Regions from separate parts of the Oryctolagus cuniculus genome. Here all the other regions are linked to region 3. A link is a contact called in public Micro-C data. All regions are on one chromosome and are shown on one strand. The core of a region is the stretch at or near the end of the contact, and the rest is flanking DNA. Distances in the headings are between cores, read along the strand shown. Region 1 holds the start of SESN3 (sestrin 3). Region 2 holds the start of MAML2 (mastermind like transcriptional coactivator 2). Region 3 holds the start of CEP57 (centrosomal protein 57).

Region 1 (4,879 bases), core at 392-2,891, 610 kb before region 3:
CATTTCTCACAAGCTGCCTGCCCTACAATGAGCGGAGCAAGTATCAACTGTAATTTGATCCCGGAGTTTATGGAAAAAAATAACTGCACATATTCAACATGCACATTTAATAAAAATCTGTTTCAAGAGAAACATATCCAATAAACACAATTTAAGGCATTTTTAGCTGTTTGATTAACTTCAAATCTGCAATCCCTCCGCTTTCCTCATGCTCACAAATAAAATAGGGGAAAAAAATGCAGCAGCTCTACTGCAGGGAAAAGAGGCTTGAAAAACAACTTTGATTGGCACTTGGCCTGACCCACAGAGGAAGAAAAACAGTTTTTGGACAAAGAGCGCAAATATTTAAGCTTGCTTACTTACGAGCTTTCTTTCTTTTCCTTTTTAACATGTAAAGAACAATCCTGAAGTGAACTGTGTTTAGGGAAATCGACTAAAACTGGTACCGCATTCATCTCAGTCTCTCAGTCCCCATGCATTTGCACAGCTCAGCAATTTTAATTCATTTGAACTGGACAAACAGAAGCACCTCACCTGATGTTTCCACTCAATGAAATGCAAAAATAAGAGCTCGGAGAAGAATAATCTGACAGCATTATAGGGGCGGCTGTTAAAATCTGATTAAAAACTCTTCTCGATCTAAAGAGACATTTTTTCACACACCCCCGCCCCCACGCACCCCCCCCCCCATCCCCGAGAGAGCAAGCCAAGTAAGCTAAACAATACTAAACTTTCTATCCCTCAATCTGGGAAGCAATAAGCTGGCGGTGCGTCCGGATGGAGCCTGGGGAGGGGGTGCTAGGCAGGGATAACCACATCCACCCCTCCTCCTCCCCCAGCCGAGGAACCGGTAAGGTCGAAAAGCATCTCCCACGGGGCATTAAGTTCAAGATGCTTTACTGGTTCTTTTCATGAGTGAACTACAGACACAGGAGGACCATCGGAAGAACACGGAAAGGGGGCTGCTGGGCAAGGCAAAGCAACCGAACAAACAACACCCCGAGAGTTAGCCACAGCCACGACGGAGCCGGGTTCCTCCAGCCCAGCCCAGGCTGCTCTGATTTCACCCGGACCTCCATCGACAGCCAAACGGCCCAGGGAGGAGGATCGACGAGTGCCTCCCTCCCAGTGTCCGGAGAAGCAAGGTAGGGAGGCGGGCTGGAAAACAGACCGAAGGTAGGCGCGCGCGTGCGCGCGGACACACACACACACACACACAAACACACACACACACACACACACACAGAAAGAAGAATGAAAAAAGATACAGAGAAAAGAAATAAGAAAAAAAAAAAACAGCCCTCGAGACTGGCGTCTGTCCCAACAGAGATGAAAAACAGCAGCGGCCCGAAACCCACGCCCCCTTTTTCGTCTCCGGGTAAGGGGCAGTGCCAGGGGAGACCCCGGAGCCTCGGCCCCCGCGCGCCCCCGGGGCCCCGCGGCGCGAGCTCCGGCCGGCAGGAAGAGCCCCTCCGGGGCAGGACCCCAGGCCCGGGCCGTACCTTCCGCAGCACTTTCCGGCAGTTGGTACAGAGCAGGTAGTTGGCGGCGGCCGACGGGCTGCCGCCGCTCCGGTTCATCGTGGCCGCCGGCGTCGAAGGCTAGGGCGAGGGTGGGCGGCGGGTCGGGTGCACTGTCACTGCCGTCAGCCGCGCCGCTGCGGGGCCGGACCGGCTCGCCGCCGTCGCCGGCCGTGCCTCGCCGCCTCAGCCTCCTCCCGGCGGGATGTCGGGATGGAAGGCGACGGCCAGCGAGAGAGCGGCGCTGCCCGAGGCGACCACTGCGGCGGCTGCCCGAGCGACGGCTGACACGGCGGCGGCTGCTCCTCACCGGCCCGTTGTTCCACCCGCCCCCATCCTCCAGACCCCCGCCCCCGCCAGGCTAGGACGAGCAGCCGCCACCGCTGCCGCTGCTGCCGCCGCCGCCGCCGCCGCAGCTCCTCAGTGCGGCCCCGCCCCCGCCGCCCCACCACCTTCACCACCTCCACGCTTCGGGACCGCCCCCTCCCGCCAATCGGACAGCTCCGGCCACGCCCCCGGGTCGCTAGCACACAGCCAATGAGCTTTTAGATCCCGGTTGGGCGCCGCGCCGACCAATCGTAAAGGCCGAGGACGCCTTGAATCTCCGGGCAAGTTAAGTTTATCTCCGAGGCTCGGAACCGAAGGGAGATGGCGGGTTAGTTGGGTAGCGGGGTGGGAGGGAATACAGTGTGCGCTATTCCACCAATAAGAGGAAGGGGGTGTGTCGTATGCAAACGAACCTGGAAGACTAGCGCCGCCCCCGCGGTAAGCCACTCCTCCTCGTCTGGGTCCCTGGCGCTGTGGAAAGCAGAGTGAGATAAATTGCTGGGAGCTAGAGCTCGCTAGAGGGACCAAGACTGAGCTAAACATTTCGTGATCTCTTGAGGAGGGAAGGGGGAGCTAAAACGTTATTTTCCACCGGGGTAGGGACTAGGCTTCCTGTCAGCCAAAATCCAAGCTTGGCTGTAAAGAAGGCAATGGGGTAGCGCTTTGCCTTTAGGATCTCGAAGAACTTTATGCATCACTGAGATTGCGAGCTCTGTGAGAAAGCCCAGAGATGGGAGTGGGGTAAGGGATGTGGGTAAAGAAATCTGAGGTATATTTCAGCAATCAGTCGAGCGTTTGTGTTGGAGCATTTCCCTCTCGCCCCCCTCCCAGCCGTGGAAGTTCCTCGGCTTGTCCGTCACGAAAGGGCTAGCGAGAGCGAGGTCAGTCTCGTCACCCCCATAGGCCGGCTCTGAGGCAGCCCGTCCGATTCGTGCGGAGAGAGCTCAGAGCCCTGCCCGGGAAGGCAGCCTCAGAGAGCAAACTGCCATTTAAAACTATTGCTCTGGACCTGCCTCTCCCAGAGCTCAAAAAAATGGTGAGTCAGGGGCTCGGCGTCCGCGCCGCGGGGCCAGCGGGCAGTCACTGCGGAAAGCTCTGCGGACCGGGTGTGCCGGGCCGACCCGCGCGGGCGGTCTCCGCAGCGGTGGGCGGCGCGCGTGTGGGTCGGTCGCGGGTGGGCGACGAGGGCCGCGGGAACCTGCTCCCCAGCGAGAACAAAGGCTGGCGCAGAGCAAGAAGCTGATTGGTGCCGCGTCCTCGCCGGTGTCCTCGCGGCCCTCGGACACCTTGCATCGCCGCGCTCCCTGGAGCCGCAGCTCCGCAGCCGGCCTTGGCGGTGCCCGCACAGCGCTGTGCTATGACATCACCTGTTTTCGCTCCGTAGAACCTGATCGGTATTCCTGGCTTCTCCTTGTGGAAAAGGTCTCTAGCGTGCCAGGATGGTGAAGCCCTTGCACTTCGCAAAATGAATCTGTGGAGATGATTTTAAAAGAAGGGTTCCACCGGTTTTGCGTTTCTTTTCTTTTGCATCTAAAATTTCTACCCCGGTTCCTTAGGGATTCAGTGTTGTGATGCAAAATCAAGAAGGTACACTTGGAGGAGCTAGCAAGTTTAGCATATCAAAGCTATTAGAGCAAATTGTGCTGCTAAAGCTGCCAGTCTAAATGTCCAACAGCTGTCTCTTCTCTGGCCTTTCAGCGGCCAACACGTATAAACCAAGTCTACGCAAGGAACAAAAGATGTACAGATCTGCGTGTGTCACGTTTAAATGACCTGGAGAACCCCAAAAGGACCCAAGTTATCTGGCTGGAAAAATGTGTTGATCCATTTAGCTAGTGACAGACATACACGCAGCGTCTTCAAAAAGTTCGTGGAAATGCATATTCTGAAAAAATTATTCATGAACTTCAACAATTTTTTGCACTAAAATAAGCTTACCACTTAATTCCATTTTCCACAAATATTTAGGAAGTCCTCTCATAATCTAGAATAGCAGTAGTATGGAGGAAATGTTCTTAACATTTAGGTAGAAAGGGAAAAAAGGTAAAAAGCAAGAAAATTCATCAAAAGGAGAAATGACCACATGCCCTTCAGTGCAGAGAACCAAGAAACTGCAGGGGAAAGGGCAGCAAGGCAGGTTTTTCTAAGAACTGAAACATATGTGTCCTCATTTCGTGGTGGATTTCTTAGGCTATATTCTTGGCAGGTTCTGTCTTTTAAAGCAGATTTTATGTGAGTATGTTTTAAAAGGAAAGGAGATGCTGACGGATAAAGTAGATTTTTGAGCAGATACTGGATTTTCTCAAGCAGTACATGAACTTCCAATTTTTGAGTAACAGTCTTTGCTTTTTTTTTTTCCTTTAAAAGCTATCATCTTTTCACAATGAGTCCCATTACATTCAATAACTAAACCTGACAGAAAAGACTAGCCAAGAGAGTCTAGCCCTGCCCTGTGACATCCTTTACCAAAGACTGCTGAAGGAAACTTCTAGAGGATGAAGGTCTTCAGTGATACGTGGTCAGATACATAATGGCTCTCTCTATCAATCCACCACCAAACGTTTTACTATTCATTGTCTACATGATGCTGTTTATTTGGCAGTGAATCACATACTACATTGTGACAATTCTTACATTAAACCATTCTTTATGGATTTATGTTTCATCCCTGAACTGCTCAATGCCAGGAACTCATTCTCAATAGCAACAAACACACTTTCCTCACACCTCTCACTCCCAACACACTCCTCTGTCTCCTAGTGATGCCTGGCCAGCTTCCAGGCACCTCTTTGCCCACCATCATTACTAGCCAGCCTGGATAGCGTGGAGTGTGACTTAAAGAGCAGGTGACTTGTCAATCCAGGATCACACTGATAATCCAGAGGGAAAGAAACAAAAGCCAACTCTTCTGATTCTTACATAAAACAAGGAGAAATTTCACCCCTTTTGTTGTTGTGTGTGTCTAAACCAAGGGATAACTTCAGAAAATTGGGATGTGGGTGAAAAATCACAACCAACATGGAGAACTACTT
Region 2 (5,093 bases), core at 142-2,641, 580 kb after region 3:
GCGCTGTGTCCCCCATCTTACTGTACACAAGGCTTGGGATGGTGAGGAGGAAAGGGGCTACCGCTGACTATGGCAGGCAAATCTGATTTTGTCAGTGTGAGCTCAGTGTTCAGGGCCACATGAATAGAGGTCTTCAGGGGTTGGGGTGGGGGGGAGCAGTGGCGAAGATGTGGGGGAAGGGAGTTAGTCAAAAGAGGGGAGGGAGAAAGAACAGAAACCAGCTGGGGAGGGTAAGTTGGAAACCAGCCCCGATCAACTTACTCTAATTGCGGCTGACAGTTCTGGAGAAGTTGGAAAGAGTTGGATTTTTTTTTTTTTTGCCCCCCTCCCCCGACGGAGCTGACAAGCGCCACCAGGTACTTTGTAAACACACGATTTGGGGGTTCGAGCAAGAACTCAGGGATGGTCAAGGCAGAGACAGAAGCCGACAGCGAAAGGAACAGAGCGAGGTATTAATAGAGGGTGAGCTGGTTCCCCCCTCCCCTAATTGTTTCTGAGAATGCTTTATGGGGATGTTTCCATAGAGAAACACGTTTCTACCCTACTCTGTGTAACTGGCAGCCTCTTCTTTTTCTTAGGGTGAAGAAAAAAATAAAAACCAGAACAAAACAGTGCTGTTTCAGAAGGCTTCTGAGGGTTCAAAATGTGCAAACAAATCAAGCGAGCCTTGTCTTTTGGGCTTTAGTTTTTCTCCCTTTCCCTCTGCTCCGGTGCACGCTCCTCTTTGGGGGTCCTGGAGGATGGTGTCTTCTCCCCAAAGCGGGAGACAGCTTTTCAATTGTTAACAATGTCAGTAATTGGACTTTTGGACCATGGTTTTTCTCCAGCTAATCCAATCACCGGTAAAATCCTCATTCCCTCTAAGGTTTCCCAGCCTTAAAGCAAAGCAATCTGAAGTGGCAAGCCACTGAGTGAGATCCTCCAACACATTTTTTTTTCCTTTCCCACTTAGGTTTCTATTCCTCACCCCCAGCTCTATTCTAACACAGTATCAAGAGAGACAAACTCTTCCGAGAGTAATTTACAAACGATGGTCCAACTTACAAACTTCCAGCAAATTGCACCGAGTCATGTCCAGCCACTTTTCTGTCCACTTTTGTACATTCCATCCCCGGCCAGTGGATCTGAGGGTCTGGACTCGCAATAAGCAATGTGGTTCTATCTCTTGTATTGCTTCGCTTTAGAGGTGGAAAAAAAAAAAAAAAACAACACAAAAAAAGTAGCTTGTATATTCCTTTCTCTTTCTCGTCTGTTGTTAGCCGCTTTGCTGACACTGGCTCCCGCCCGGAGTCACGGCGATACACAGGCTTTCATTGTGCTCCGATAGGAGAGGGAGAGAAAGAGAGAGAGTGAGACAGAGAGGGAGAGAGAGCGAGCCAGCAAGCTGCAGATGGGGGGGCGGGGGGCGGGGGGAGGGCGGGAGCGCTCGCTCGAGGCTCCCTGGTGGAAGGCGGGTGCCACTGCGCCAGGGAGCGATCGCCGCCCGGCACCGGGGAAAGGGGAGCGCAGAGGGCCTCCCAGTGGCTGAAGAGGTAAATCCCGGAGCCTGCGACTCGCGCAGCCGGCGCTCTGCTCCGCCTCACGCTCGGGGAAGGAGGAGTGGGGGCACGGGGGAAATTCCCCAGCCTCCACGCAACTACTTCGCCAGCCCTCAATGTCTAAGGAATTCCCGTTCAGGGAATGTGTTTTCCCTTTCAGACCTACGTGACGCCCCCCTGAGGATATCATTTTCATTTTTCAATATGCTGAGAATGACACCACCGAGCACCCTAGCGAGAGCTGGCAGAGCACTGAGGAAGCGCTCATTTCATATAATAAGGAAGACCTGGCTGTGCGCTTCCTTGGGGGAGGGGGACACGCGGAGAGGAGGGGCAACCACACTGTTGTTTCCTAAAGGGCGGGCAGGTGTGGGGTGGACCGGCCTGCCCTTGGTCGTGTCTCTGCAGAAGCCCATCTGGGTGATCACAAGCAAATCAGTAGGGATGAATAACTTTTGAGGATGATGAAATCGGCAATACCAGTTCTAGGGAGGGAAAAACAAAAAATAGATTTTTCTGGGGCCAGCGCTGTGGCATAGCAGGTAAAGCCGCTGCTGCTGTGCCGACATCCCCTGTGGGCAGTGCCAGTTCAAGTCCTGCCTGCTCCACTTCTGATCCAGCTCTCTGCTATGGCCTGGGAAAAGCAGAAGATGGCCCAAGTCCTTGGGCCCCTGCACCTGTGTGGGAAGCCCATAAGCTGCTTCTGGTTCCTGGCTTCATATTCGCCATGCTCTGGGCATTGTGGCCATCTGGGGAGTGAACCAGCAGATGGAAGACCTCTCTCTCTGTCTCTACCTCTCTGTAACTCTGCCTTTCAAATAAAAAAATCTTTTTAAAAAAAGGTTTTTATTTGAAAAGGCAAGTTGACTGTGACAAGCCAAAATAAAGGTATGAGGAATATTATCATTCAGCTGCTTGGTTCAAGCAGTTTCATAACACAAAGCGCACAGATCTCTTGCATAGATCATTATCTGGCCCTCTCCCATCTTTAAAACACCAAGACTTACAGTGGATTCTACTTGTCCTTGTTAGTTAGGGAGAGTACATTCAGGTGAGCATGGTATTAGACTAGCTAGAACCAAAAATATTCTGAGTATCCTAACTTTGAAGTCATTTGGATTTGAGGTCCCATGCCACAGAGCCCCATTAATTTAAACCAACTCTAGCATTGCAGTAAGATGGTCCCACTTCAAACTGGGGTGCAGATGGAAATGAATGGGCAAAATCAAGGCACACAGTTTCAGTTCTCTATCGGTTGGCCTACTTTGGTCCATTTTATTTTCACCACCTCTGGAATGTTAGATGGGAAATAGGGACAAGTGGACTCTGTTGGAATGTATCTTTGTAACTTTTCATTGCAATATGCTCTGAAGTTGTAACTACTCACATGAAGAGAGACAGACATCTCCTTGCTATACGTGCAAAATTTGAACTATCGCAATGTGCTAACAGTTGTGTTCATTAAATATCTTCTTTCCACAACTGCTTGTGTTTACATTCCACAATAAAGTCTGATAAAAGAAGAAATTAAAACTTAATGTTCACTCTGTAAGTACCATGGGTTTTGATTAATGAGTCCTTGGTGAAATCAGTATTCCTAAATGAAATAAACTTTTTGATTTTTATGCCAACACGGACATATCCTAAAAATGTGGCAAGTAGTTCATTTTCACATAATATTCCAGAGCTATAGGACAGTTCTTGGGAGTGTTCATTGGACTTTATGCAGCTGTTTAAAGTTGACATCAGCATCTGCAACATCCTTTTCAATTCACAGCAATTACTATTTATCTAAAAGTCACTGCTTCAGGTATGGCACTCTGCGTGACCTTCTTAATCCTAAAAAATCAGGTATTATTAAACCCATTTAAAAATGAGGAAACCACTTGCTCCAGTTTATGGAACTCGGAATTAACAGATCAAAATTCAAACTCAAATGACTTCAAACCTACCCTCTCTTAACCACTGGGCTGCTGCCTCAATTATCAACTGTGAAAGTAGTTTAGGGAGGCCAGACTGCCCCCAAAGCAGAGCAGCTCCAAGGCTGCAACTCTCTCAATCAATACTCCGGAGTCTAAAAAAGCCCTATAATACTTGTCACCCCCAAGGAATGTTGAGAGGTGGATAAAACAACTCATCTGAATATAAGTAGGAGAGGGGGCATGGACATGGGACATCCAATTGCCTTTAAACACTTCTTTCCCCTTTTCTTATGGTCTTGTTCTCTTTCATAAACCTAAAATTTCTGTATATTCCTATGAATTTTAAGATTTATTCATTTATTTGAAAGGCAGAGTTAGAGACAGATCTTCCATTTGCTGGTTCACTCCATGTCAGCAGGGGGTAGGGCAGGCTGAAGCCAAGAGCCTGGAACTTCATCCAGGTTTCCCACATGGGTAGCAGGGACCCAAGCACTTGAGCCATCTTCCACTTCTTTCCCATTCACATTAGCAGGGAGCTGGATCTGAAGTGGAGCAGCCAGGGCTCCAACAGATGCTGATATGCAATGCAGACATTACAGGTGATAACAGCTTAACCCACTTGCACCATAGCACTCATCCAATTCTTTTAAGCATCATTTCCCTTTTACTTGTCAATTTCTGTCTTATCTACCTCTACTATCCACAGCTACCTAACAGACTAAAGCACCTAACATTATAGTGATAAAATATCCAGATCTAAAAGTTATGTGAACAGGTGAGATTTATAAGCTTACCAACTTTTCAGTGTTACAAATGAATTGATGATACTAATAGTTCGTCATTTTACTTATAAAGGTTAATCCTATTTTTTCAAAATTTTCCTTTTCTTGTATGAACTTGCTCTTTGGTCTCCTAAGCTATGCTAATTCTGACTTCTTAACAATCACTTTGCCATGCTTTTGGTATCACCAGATACTTTAAGGCCTCTTGTGCTCTCCAAATACCTACTGAAGCAGCAAGCATGGTAGCAATGACTAGACATAAGAAAAACTACCTATAAGCCTCTTGTGATCAAGTTCTTACAAAGTGATTCCAATCAACGAGATGTCATATCAACCTAGGTCATGGGTCAGCTAACATCATTAAGTCTTTGTAACTATTAGTGCCTTAATTTTACTAATTGTGTTACTAAAATTAAATTTTTAATGCTCTCCAGTTTCAACACTTTCACTCTTGAGTTATCTTACCCTTGTCTGTAGTGTCAAGTTTGATGCTTCCAGGGTCATCAGACACACTTCAGAGATCACAGTCTGCAGCCTACCTTTTTACAAATTAACCAGGATTTTTCACTTTCCACCTCTATCACTTTTTTTTCTATCAGACACTATTCTTTCATCTATACTTTTCAATTGTGGCTTTATTTTTATTTCATGGAATTAAGGATTTGTGCTAGAGAAATATGAAAAAGAATATGAAATTCCTATTTCATGCTTTTAAAAAATTTATTTATTTGAAAGGTAGACTGACAGAAAGAAATGGATAGACAGAAATCTTTTATCTGCTGGTTCACTCCTCAATGCCCATACCAGCCAGACCAAGAGCTAAAAACTCCATCCAGGTCTCCCACATAGGT
Region 3 (5,098 bases), core at 1,573-4,072:
ACAGACAACTCAGCACCTTAACTAATATCAGGATAACATACCAATAATGACTAAAATATTCAGAAAGTTGACAGAAAATGTGCATTTTTTAATTTTCATTTTTCCCTAAACTTTCTGCAGTGCCCTTATATAGGACAATCTTTACCAGGTGAATGTCATGAGCATTGTCAAAAAATACCTGAATTGTGCTGCCAGGGAAGTCTGATTATACCAACTTTATAAACAAGTAGGCTCTCCCTATCCAGGAGTTTGCTATATTTGAATCTCTAAAACAATAGCTTTTAAACAGTAACTGTGACTTGCACATGAAATTTAAAATACAGTACATAAAACATTTGCATATTTCCACTGTTTTTAAATGTTGTGAACGTTCCATCAGACTGTCTACAGAAAGTATTTTCATAAAGTATTCTGACATGTTAAAATACACACAGATATAGCAATGCATATTTTTTAAGCAGTACACCTTTGGGATAAACCTTAACTGATCAGTAACAATAGGAAATTAAAATAGAAGACATACTTACTGTCCCAAATTGCTTCACATTTTGAGCACACTTCTTACAAATTGTGTTAGTTTTGCTGAAAAAGAAATTACGTATGAAAGATCATATTTATGTAAGCTTCTGAGATGATCCGCACAATGATGAACTAAGTAAACTGATGAGTCAAATATCTATGATACTTAAAATTGTAATACACCTTCACTTTTTAACAATACCTACACAAAGTTCTTATTTGGGCTATTTTACCCCAATTTATTCCTTTTCCATTAACTTAACACAGATGTTTTTACACATTTTTATTGTGTGCTTTTTAAAGGATACAAAACAAAATCCTAGAGTTTCCTCTCTAGTTGGACAACCTTCCCACACTTGCCATTATTAATGCACAGCATTACGTATCAGTGCCTGCCTACCTCATCTTCCACATGGCCTTTGTCTATTATTACAATGACCATCTCTACTTATTTAGAAATTATCTGCACTTCTCCTAGGTTACCTTCTTGAGTGCTCCCAACCCGGAATTACTTGTTAAAAAGTATGCAATTCTACTGGTACCAAGTTACCAGATTTCACTATCAAAATAAGGCAGTTGATAACACTGTAGACCTGTCCTCAGATCCATTCACACGCTATCTTCTGTAGCTTAACAGTAATCTTCACCCTTCCATTCTTCTTAGCATGGCTGCACATTTTCCACACTAGTATCTTAGCCTTTATTTTTCCACGTCCAGTTCAGGTAGTAAAATGACCACCACTGTTTCATTTTCTATATTCTCTCCTACCACATATAAAACATTTACAACTCAAAGTCTCAGAGACTAAACCATTTTTTAAGATGATATAAATACCAGATTACAACCCCCAAGTACTCCTTCCAGATGGTATTCTGTCTTTAACGATCAAAAACTGATGTACAAACCTCTCTTGTTGGAATTCTGATCTGCAGTAAGTACATTTTACAATAGGATGTGCAATCCGACATTCCTGCAATAAGACAATACGTTAGTCAGTATGTAGATATCTCCAAGTCCCAAACCTTACTTTTCTGGTAGAAAATTATTACCAAATCTGGTCAGATGTCTAGAACAACAATAAAACCTGGCCCCTAACGTAAACAATTGGTGATTTGTCATGTAAGTGGCCAATCACGATATAATTCCTTAGGGAAGGCAGAGGTGTCTTTGTCTTTATTACACGTGGGACTATACTCCGGATAAAGTAAGAAAGCTGTCAGGGCCGATTTCAAGGATTGGTTAAATGTGGAACTACTTATTTTCACCGTTGCTCACAGACAGCATTCCGGCTTTAATGGGATGGGAGGAGCTCCAAATCATAGAGCATTCTGTTCCCAAACCAGTCGCTTCGCTTTCCTGGACAGGGAAGAAGGATGCCATCAGCTTGGCGGCTTCGGGTTCCTAGCAAGAAAGTGCAAAAACCGTCCCCTGCCTCCTGGTGGAAGGCGAGGACAGACCAGGCAGAACACCGAGATGAAAACATCTCCACCCCAGAGTCTCTGCGGCAGAGACAGGTGGCTGCCTCACTCAGCCCCACCCGAGACCCCCGGACGCTGGTGAGGACCGGCCCCCTCCCGGCCCGTCTGGAAGACGGTCTCCCTCTCGTGGGCCTTTTCCCGGCCGGTGCCAACGCCATCGGAACGCGGGGTCCCGGGTCCCGGTGGGGAGGCTAGGACTCCGGGCTCCCAAGCCCCCTGGTGCTCGTGAAGAGCAGGGGGCTGCAGCGCAGCGACCACCCAGCACCCTCGGGTTACGGCACAGGAAACCCCGCCAGCCCGCTGCCCACGGACCTTGCAGAGCTGTTGGCCCTGGGAGAGCTCCTCGAAGGGATAGCGCTGGGTACACTTGGTGCAGGCGTACAGGGCCGAGGCCGCCATCCTGCCCCTCAGTCTCCTCCTCCGCCGTCGCCGCCGCCCGCTCCGAGGCGGGGCCCCACGGGGAACTCGGCCGCCGCGGCCCGCGCTGCGGACTCCTCCTCCGCCCCCTCCCCCTGCCTCGCGCCCACCAGGGCCTCGCCGCGAGAGCCCGAGGCCCCGCGGACGACGCCGCCGTCGTCTCCCTCCGCCTCCACTTCCGCCCCAGCCCACCCAGCGGGGCCGTCCCCGCCTCTCCCGCTTAGGCCCCGACAGCGGCGGAGGGAGACGACGCCGAGAGTTCGGGGCGGTTCAGCTGCACGGCCGCGGATCCGCTTCCTTCTCGGCCTCCCTTCCGCACGCCTGATTGGCTGCAGCGGATACTACGTCACCCGGTCGCTCCTCCCAACGCCGAGCCCCAACTACGCAGAGCGCGCCCACAAAGGGAGGAAGTCGCCGGCCAATGACAGCCCGGCGCTCTCAGCGCGCGAAACCCGCTTGAAACCAGCCCCGCCCAAAGGTCCCCGTCGCCGCGCTCCCTAGCAGCCAGTCCGAGGCCTGGGTGAGGGAGCCCCGATCCAATTGGGCAAGGATTCGCGAAAGATTTGCCCTGCCTCGACATTTTCCCCTTGACTTCTCTTGGGCCAAATCACTAAGCCCCGCCCAATCCTATGTTATTGGCCAAAAGGTAAGTACTTCACCTGGAGAGGCGTCCCCAACTCAAACTGAGGTTTTCTCAGGCGTTTGATCCAAGGGACGTGATGGAGTGGTTTGGACTTCGCATTCGCCTTTACTCTAGTTCAACAATTCAGTTCCGTTGCCACTGGCGACCACACAATCCCCTCGCCCCAGTTCCCTCCGTGGGAAGACCCGCCCCTGGGTAGAACGCCCTGAGGCCCCGGCGGCGCGCAGTTACGGGTCCCGGGCGCGCTCAGTGACTCTCTACCTTGTGACGTCAGCAGGGGGGCGGGTTCTCTCGCATACGCGAAGACGTCCGCTTTATTTGATTGGCTACTGCAGACGTCCGTTAATGCGTGTTGCCCTCTCCGCGTGCGCCCTGAGCGTGGGCGTCGCCGTGGGGGTGTGTGGCTGGGGTTTCTAAGCTGGGCATCCAGCACCCCCCGCCCCTTCCATCCGGGGTTCGGTTTAGGGTCGCCCCTGGTGGGCGGCTCTCGAATCTTGAAGAGCACGAGAACTCAGAGCGCCGGGCACTCCGGAAGATGGCGGCGGCATCTGTCTCTACGGCTTCTGGTTCTCAGTTCTCGGTGAGAAGCGTTTGGCGTTCGAACGGGCTTTAGGTCGCTCTTGGCAGCTGTTCGAGTTTCGTCCCATTTCAGGGCGCCCTAGATTTGCTCTGACGCTGGAGGCCGGCGTGGGGCACTAGACCGCCCCGCGCCACCCGGGCTTCCGCTGCTCCCTGTTGAGGCCGCACCCTCTGGGATCCCTTGAAGCAGGCTTGGTTCGACCCCCCTGCCGCCTCATTCGCTTTTCGGCCTGCCTCGCAGCCCAGGAGGCTGGGCTGGGCTGACGGCGCCCGCTCCCTGGCCTGCGAAAACATTGCTGCTGAGGTCACGTGAGTGTAACGGCTGCTCTTAGCGAGGCGCCGAGACCAGGTGTGCGCGCCCGTGTGTCTAGGAGAGCGCTCGCGAGTCGGCCGCAGCCCCCTTGTGACCCTCCAGCGCGGTCTACGCGCTGCCTGGGCTGCCTCCTTGGCCTGCAGTACCCCGTCTCCTCTTCAGTGCGCGACTCTCCAAAGCCAGAGCGCTGCCGGATCGCCACGGATTTGCTAGGACTGCAGTGCCCTTTCGAAGAGGCGACCAGGGAACTTGATTTGGGCTGTAGTTCTGGGTTTTTTTTTTGCCTGCACCAGGGAGTCACCTGTCGGTTCAGGTCATGGGTATTTGTCAGACTGACTGCTGTGGGAAGTGCCACACTGGGAAGGGATGGGAAGCAAATGAGACAACTGGTAATCTGTACATAGGCCTGGCGTGGTTAGGCTCTAGAATTACAGGTGAATAGAATAGATACCCTGCTCTTAAAGGCCTAGAGGACACTGAGAAACTACGTCTGATAAGTGATTACTGTCCAGTGTGGGGTAAACTGCCCTACTAGCATAATTTAGAGTGGTTAGCAGTGTGGCCAGGTGAGAGAAGGGTTCCCAGAAGGGAAGGAGGAGTCAACTGCGTGTTGAAGGAATTCTAAATGATTGTCACAAAACAAGAGAAGAAAAACACGGCAGGCATTTAGGGGGGTGGGGGGAATGTCCTTAAGATGATGGGTGCTTTCAGAAAACTTCAATAACCCAGAGTGAACAAAGGTATAATTTGTTGGGAACATGAAAACAGGCCTAGGAAGAAGCCTGGAGAATGTCAAGGTGAAGTAATTTCATGGGCGCTAAAGGGGAAAAAAGTATGTAGGGAACAGTTAGATGAAAGTCACCTATGAACAACCACTTTTCCTTACTTTCAGCTTTCCATTTGTGTTAGAATTTGTGACAGTGAGGCCAGAAGGAGTCCAGAGCTTCAGCAGAATGGGTTAACACATTTGCAGAGAAGTCTGGGGAGATTAGGAAGTAAGGAGTTAGATTAGTGAGAGGTAAGGTAAAAGAGAAGGAACTGTTAAAAGATGTCATTAAACTTAGAAGAGGACCATTCACAACTCTCAAAATTTAGTACTGGGAGACCAAACAATTAAATTGAGCTTCATTGTGCCAAGGCCACCTAGC

The links. Hi-C and Micro-C count contacts between places; a contact is called where the count stands out from the background.
Region 1: a Micro-C map of ear pinna shows a contact between it and region 3, with 8 times the contacts expected there. The contact joins the promoter of SESN3 here to the promoter of CEP57 in region 3. A contact is called at or near these places in 2 of 6 Hi-C or Micro-C datasets (ear pinna and psoas muscle).
Region 2: a Micro-C map of ear pinna shows a contact between it and region 3, with 8 times the contacts expected there. The contact joins the promoter of MAML2 here to the promoter of CEP57 in region 3. A contact is called at or near these places in 2 of 6 Hi-C or Micro-C datasets (ear pinna and an unstated tissue).

The regions. Positions count from the first base shown.
Region 1 is chr1:86,604,172-86,609,050 of mOryCun1.1, forward strand. SESN3 (sestrin 3) reads right to left here and starts at 1,642. Exons shown (of 11, transcript XM_008262422.4): 1 at 1,503-1,642. It overlaps LOC103349689 (a long non-coding RNA gene), which reads left to right and starts at 2,268. Exons shown (of 4, transcript XR_011390185.1): 1 at 2,268-2,883.
Region 2 is chr1:87,789,371-87,794,463 of mOryCun1.1, forward strand. MAML2 (mastermind like transcriptional coactivator 2) reads right to left here and starts at 1,392. Exons shown (of 5, transcript XM_002708435.5): 1 at 1-1,392. The coding sequence starts at 16.
Region 3 is chr1:87,210,664-87,215,761 of mOryCun1.1, forward strand. CEP57 (centrosomal protein 57) reads left to right here and starts at 2,823. Exons shown (of 11, transcript XM_051820419.2): 1 at 2,823-3,061. FAM76B (family with sequence similarity 76 member B) reads right to left here and starts at 2,690. Exons shown (of 24, transcript XR_011390255.1): 1 at 2,311-2,690; 2 at 1,426-1,490; 3 at 528-582.